2 separate regions of the Zea mays genome follow, and region 2 is linked to region 1. A link is a contact called in public Hi-C data. All regions are on one chromosome and are shown on one strand. The core of a region is the stretch at or near the end of the contact, and the rest is flanking DNA. Distances in the headings are between cores, read along the strand shown.

Region 1 (3,328 bases), core at 85-2,584:
TATCGTGATGTCTAGAGTAAGAGATTCACTCATCAATCAATATTTCTATCGTGATGTCTAGAGTAAGAGATGCCCTTATCCACCAGCAGCTCTATCGTGAAATCATTCAATCTTGACTTTCTAGTGAAGCATAACATACCATAAACTGTAGAATAGCGTGTGAACAAAATTAGGAGAAGTAAAGCCTAGATGTTCACAAGATGATTATATTTAGTCTCACCTTCGTGCTGTCATCTAGCTTTTGCTTTTCTCGCTTTCAAAGTATTTGAGGACACCATACCCAACCGTACCAGCCAAAAACAGAACAACTGTTGGAGTGAACGATGGATAAAGGTACTTAACAAAGAAGCTGTCATATTCCTCTGGCAGAAAACCTGCATGACATACAAGTTCAAAACATGACTACTTGGCTCAGCAGTTCTGCAGTACCAAAAGCTTTCACAACTTAACTAGTAGTTTTATGCTTTCTTTGATAGTTTTGTGCATCATGCTACACTCAGATTCATGTCGCTGATTACTTCAATGTATCATTGGTTCAGGATTCAGGAATTGCACCTGGCAATTCCAGAGTTGCGATGATCGCTGCACCAATATGTTACATTTGAAGATTTCTCATGTCTTGAGTACTATAATGCGATTTATGAAAGGTAAAAAAAGCCACCAGTGACTATTTATGAAAGGTAAAAAGCTGCCATGTGAGCTAAAAAACTACCACAATGCCACCACCATGACAATTTTGTTCAATTCATCAATAGTTGACAGAATAATAGCACCATCCCTTGTGTTAATATAGTCATATGTACGCACAAAGTTCCTCAATTGGGGAGACTACAGTCATATTCTAAACTGAATTCACCAACAGTCCACCATAATCAAAGTGAGTGCAGCACTGTAAGTTGGAGACCAAATTGCTAGTACGTATATTACCGGAGGCGGCGAGTGCGATGCCCTCGACAAGGATGATGATGCCTAGCCCAAGCCAGGCGAGGAGGAAGGCGTTCTCGTTGGCCTGCCGCTGCCGTAGCTCCTCCTCCGTGGGCCCCTTCCCACCGGCGCCCCCGGCCCTGGACGCCGCCTCATTCTTCTGCTGCTGGAATATGGAGGCGCTTCCCGGCGGCGCGCGGCGGACCACGGGCGCTGGAGGCTCCAGCGCCTTGGTGTCCTTGCCCTTGCTGCCGCTCTTGGGCTTCTTGCCCTTCTTGCTCCCCGAGCTCGAGGAAGAGGCGGTGACGCGGAACACGGGCGGCGCTCGGAGGAGGGTCACGCCGGCGCCGGGGAGGAGCGCGGGGGAGAGGGACGCCATGGCCACGGCGACGGCGCGCGGCTTATCCGACAGTTTGAGGGGGAGATGACGAGGTGAGTTTGTGGGCCGGGCCGGAGAGAGGGATGGACGCGTGTTTCGTGGGCCATGGCTTCCTTTCATTCTTATATCCAGGAAATCCAATTTAACTCCCTCGTCTCATTTTGCTCGTTGAATTCCAAAATCAGAAGAATTTTTTTTGGCATCCCTCGCCTTTTAAAAAACAATTGTTTTTCACCTATAGTGGTTTTACTGATGTGGTGATCCATATCATATGGGCTAAACTAAGTTAAAAGTTTGAGAAGACAAATCAGATATATTTTAAAAAAATCCAAAGAAATAAAAAATGTTTCATTTTTCTTTTTTAGACCAAAACCTATATAGGATGACATCCTTTCGTTTTGAAGTATGCCATTACATGTTTTCATATAAACTCAGTTAGGCGCTGTTTGTAAAAGATATTAACTGAAGATGATGTTTAAAATGCGTGGTTTTAATATTCGATGATGTACATGTTTTACAAGTGTCCTTACGGCCAAGGCGACAAGCTCTCTAGCCACGCTAGACGTGCTCGGATCACTACCCGCGACGTGTCAGCTCGTGCAGCAAGAAAAATCTGTGTTGGAGAAGTACCAACAATATGGGTGGCAGACACAAGGGGGGGCAAAAATATAGCACAGAGCACGCAAAAAAAAAAGCACGGATGCTGCCACTCACGACGGCCGACCGGCCCGACCCGATTAGTGGTGGCGATGTGACGCCGCCGGCGAGGGGGGGAGTGGGGCACCAAAGCGAGTCGCGAGCCGACGTGGCGGCGCGGCGTTGGACGGGAGTGAGATTTGGGCCCCCACCGGAATCGACGCGCGCCACCGGCAGCCTCAGCCCCCAGATCCCCTTATCGCTTTGGGGTTGGGCTGGGCTTGTCGCGGCAGTGCATGCGCCCGGTCCATGGGCTGCTGCATCGTACGGCCACAAGACAAGAGCGCCCCTTTCATCAAATGAAAAAAGAAAAGAAAAGTGAGTTTCTTTTGTCTCACTAATATTTTTTTTGGGTTCTATTATATCCCCTTATCGCTTTTGTGGGATATATCCAACATGGGAGAGGAGGGGAATTGAGAAAGAGTACGTGACTGACTCTAGGGTGATTTAGTCAATTAGTCTCAGCCAAGAACAATGACGTATCGTAGAAGCATAGGATCGGAAGGGTTTACCGAGTTGACCACCCACCAAATCGCATGTTTGAATAACACTCTCCATGTAAAATACTACCTCGGTTCCTGAATAAACAAATCAATTTTCTAGGAGCTGATCCAACATGTAAGATTGGTCCGATTCCCCCCCCCCCCCCCCCCCCCCTTTTTGCTCTAGGAGCTGATTTATTTGGACGAAGATTTTGTTTTTTCCACACCTAATCAAACGTCATGTTGCTACGGACTAATAGTTATGCATGGCCCTTTTTGTGTAGTTTGGCAAGCCTAGAAGCCACGGGCATAGCATATTCCTTTTAGCTGTGTACCCTTTGTGCCTTTAAGGAACAACACGGGGAGTCGGGGATACATGGAATGCTTAGGAAAGCGACTTCACAACCAACAGCTAATGAGATGATGCGGTAAGTAAGCACACACCATCAGCACGCTATTATAATCTATAATACATGAGTTAGAACACCAAAGGGCAAACCATACCTTTTCTTTTCTTTTTTAACAAAAAAATGATGAAACGCTTAAGTCCTAACCAATAAACAAATGCCCACCAGACTCAGCTCTTGTTTTTGTTTACCATATCACGTAGCATCCACGCAGCTCTGCGAACTCCAAATAAAGTAGGGTGGGATTGATTATTTAAACTCTGCAAAGTACAAAAATGAAAGGTTTAGAAATCAGATAGGTAGAAAAGATAGGGAGGTCAAGAGTGAGATAGTCCATGCACCGTGTCCACACGCCTCCATCCCTGCTCGTGCACCACACCTTACCCTTCCCTAAACCAAACAAAAAAATCGAGTCTTTAATCCTCGCCAGAGGCCGTAAA
Region 2 (3,447 bases), core at 526-3,025, 130 kb before region 1:
CGTTTTGGTGCTTGATGCCAAAGGGGGAGAAAATAAGGCCAAAAGCAATAAATGGATCAGCTACCACTTGTGAATTTTGAAAATAATAGAGTTAGAGTTTTTGTTTGTCAAAATACTCTTAATTGCTCTCATTGTCAAAAGTTGGTCTCCTGTGTGGAGAAGGTTTAATTATGAGAAAAAGGGGGAGTTTTTGAATCCTTGATCAATTTCTCGTGAAATATCTCTCTTTATGTTTCAACATGTGTGTTTGACTTAGAGATAGGAAATTGAGTTTGATTTGAAAAAACAAACCAAGTGGTGGCAAAGAATGATCCATATATGCCAAATTTGATTCAAAACAAATTTGAGTTCTTATTTGAATTGATTTTGTACTTGTTCTACTTGCTTTATGTTGTGTTGGCATAAATCACCAAAAAGGGGGAGATTGAAAGGGAAATGTGCCCTTGGGCCATTTCTAAGTGTTTTGGTGATTTAGTGTCCAACACAAGTGCCTAAGTGTCAAATGGTGGACAAAGTACAAATCAAGTACAAAGGTATGTTTCTCAGACTTAGTACATTGTTTTAGAGACTAATGTATTGTGTCTAAGTGCTGGAAACAGGAGAAAACAAATTGGAGAGAGATAGCTTTGTTTCAGCCAAAGCCAGCTCTGTCTGGGTGCACCGGACTGTCCGGTGGTGCACCGGACAGTGTCCGGTGCGCCAGACTGGCTCAGGCGAACTTGCTGCTCTCGAGAAGAAATTAACGGCGTACGGCTATAATTCACCGGACTGTCCGGTGAGCCAACGGTCGGCTGCGCGATCTGCGCGAGACACGTGGCCGAGCCAACGGTCGGGAGGGGGCACCGGACTGTCCGGTGTGCACCGGACATTGTCTGGTGCGCCAACGGCTCCAAGGCTGCCAACGGTCGGCTTCGCCAAATAAGGAAGGAAATCCGCACCGGACAGTGTCCGGTGGTGCACCGGACTGTCCGGTGCGCCAGGCGACAGAAGGCAAGAATTGCCTTCCCGGATTGCTCTCAACGGCTCCTAGCTGCCTTGGGCTATAAAAGGGACCCCTAGGCGCATGGAGGAGAACACCAAGCATTCTTTGAGCACTCTTGATCACTCACACTCCATTCTTGCGCACTTGTTCGACATTCTAGTGATTTGAGCTCCGTTCTAGTGTGCTAGTCTTTTGAGCTTAAGTCTGGGTCTTTTGTGTGCGTATTTGCTGTAATCTTTGTGTCTTGTGTGAGTTGCTAATCCCTCCCTTACTCCGTGCTTCTCTGTGAACATCTCTGTAAGGGCGAGAGACTCCAAGTTGTGGAGATTCCTTGCGAACGGGATATAGAAAAGAAAAGCAAACACCGTGGTATTCAAGTAGGTCTTTGGACCGCTTGAGAGGGGTTGATTGCAACCCTCGTCTGTTGGGACGCCACAACGTGGAAGTAGACAAGTGTTGTACTTGGCCGAACCACGGGATAAACCACTGTGTCTACCTGTGTTGATTCTCTTGTGGTTATTGTGTTTCGCTAAGACTCTTCTCTAGCCACTTGGCAGTACTGTGCTAACGCTTAACCAAGTTTTTGTGGTATTAAGTTCAAGTTTTACAGGATCACCTATTCACCCCTCTAGGTGCTTTCAGTACTGTTGTACTTATGAATATATATTTATATAATCTAGACTATAAGACAGCTACATATAAATTATAATATATTTAAATTATATAATTTAAATTATAATTTAGATTATATAATCTATAAGCTGAAATGGGCAGAGAAAACCCAGCCGTACCCACCAAACTCAGACCCACACACTGAAATTCCCCTAAAATCACTACGGACCACTTCACCGGCGGCTCGCCGTACTCCGCCGCCGTAAACCGATGACCCTTTCATTAGGCTTGTTGCGGTCAGGCCTCCTCAACCGGCGCATCAACCAACCGGCGAATCAAGTCCTTCGCCTCCACCTCGCATTCTCCTCCGCCTCGCCGTCCCCGTCCGACCCCTCCGCCGCCGCCGCCGGCCCCCAGACCACCATCAGGGAAGGGAAAGTGGAAATATTTTTGGACGAGTCCAACTCAGTCTTCTACAACAAGACCCAGGTTTGTGTTCTTCGAATTTTTACATTCCATTTTCTAGGAAGGTTTATGTTCTTCGAATTTTTACATTCCATTTTCTAGGAACAAAATGATACTCCGTATTTTAAATGGATGTCATCGATTTATTCAAGCAAGATTTATCTTTTAGCGTAGAAGCGGAGTGGTCGAAGAGCAATCTGGTACCTTTTATATTCTCAGCGTTTAGCTCCAATTCAAACTAGGGTTGCTAATGTTGCTCTTAATTTGCTATGTGAACTATGAGATTTAGACGCTTAGTGTTGTGATTTTTTTTCTAGCACATTCCGCTCAGCAATTATTAGTTTTACAGTACTTTAGGTCCCAGAAGTTGTCTTTAGCTGCCGATGGTTTGAATATTTATGCAAAAATGGCTTCAGAGTGGTGTTTTTGTTATAATTTATAGCTATCTTAAGAGAAAGCTTCTCTTGCTAGGTTAACAATAGAGATATTTCCATTGCTGTATTGAGATCATTTATTTTGAAAAGACATGAAGAATATGCTGCCCGATCAAGAAAAGGTATTTCGCTCGCACCAGTAACGATATTTTACTTGTACGCCAGTATACTTCAACTCCTTTCGACTGGACAGACAATACTGAAATACTGCAAAATGTGATAGCAGGACCAGGAGACACTACATTGAGTGCGCAAGCTAAGTATAAAGAGCCGAAAGTTCTTGAGGTGGGTTTCTTTTTTGGTTTCTACTATTATACATTTATACCCCCTACATTTAAATGGTAATTAGTGCAATATTTCACCTTTTCACCCCTTTGAATGTTTCTAGTGGTGCCTACTGTAATATCTGTATGCTGTATTCTTCTATGAGGATATGATCGGTAGTTTGTTACATAATTTCTGATTAGTTATGAGTTTATATGATGTCCCCATATATGTTTGAAAGAATATGTTTCTGCTGCTCCTTCTGAAATAATTTGCTACTAATTTGATTCATCTGCTTTCAGTAAACAATCAATGTTCTGCTGGTATAAACAATGCTGATCCTACCATTTTGGATTCCTGTCTTGATGATTTTTGCAGGCATTAGCTGCATCAGGGCTAAGAGCCATTAGGTATGCTGTTGAGGTAGATGGAATTGGTGAAGTTACTGCTGTTGACAATAATGAAGGTGCATTGTTTTGCTTCAGCATTATAGATATTTTATAGACAGAAGTACAAAACTTATATTTTATTTGACTGATTCGAGATACTTGCTAAACTGTAGCCGCTGTAGAAGCCTGCAAGAAAAATATACAGCACAATGGCAGTCTTGCATCTTCGAAGGTGGTACCACATCACGCTGATGCACGTGTCTACATGCTCACACACCCAAAAGAATTTGATGTGGTACTG

Evidence for each region. A called contact is a pair of places that touch in the nucleus more often than the background predicts.
Region 2: a contact with region 1 is called in a Hi-C map of ear, with 2.9 times the contacts expected there. The contact joins the promoter of LOC100274276 here to the promoter of LOC100278883 in region 1. A contact is called at or near these places in 4 of 25 Hi-C or Micro-C datasets (ear, endosperm, leaf and 1 more).

What each region holds. Positions count from the first base shown.
Region 1 is chr5:74,703,585-74,706,912 of Zm-B73-REFERENCE-NAM-5.0, reverse strand. It overlaps LOC100278883 (Protein LOW PSII ACCUMULATION 2 chloroplastic), which reads right to left and starts at 1,334. Exons shown (of 3, transcript NM_001152015.1): 1 at 928-1,334; 2 at 221-374. The coding sequence starts at 1,303. The coding sequence ends at 235.
Region 2 is chr5:74,832,012-74,835,458 of Zm-B73-REFERENCE-NAM-5.0, reverse strand. LOC100274276 reads left to right here and starts at 1,775. Exons shown (of 13, transcript NM_001360566.1): 1 at 1,775-2,083; 2 at 2,531-2,615; 3 at 2,717-2,778; 4 at 3,136-3,223; 5 at 3,320-3,441. The coding sequence starts at 1,865.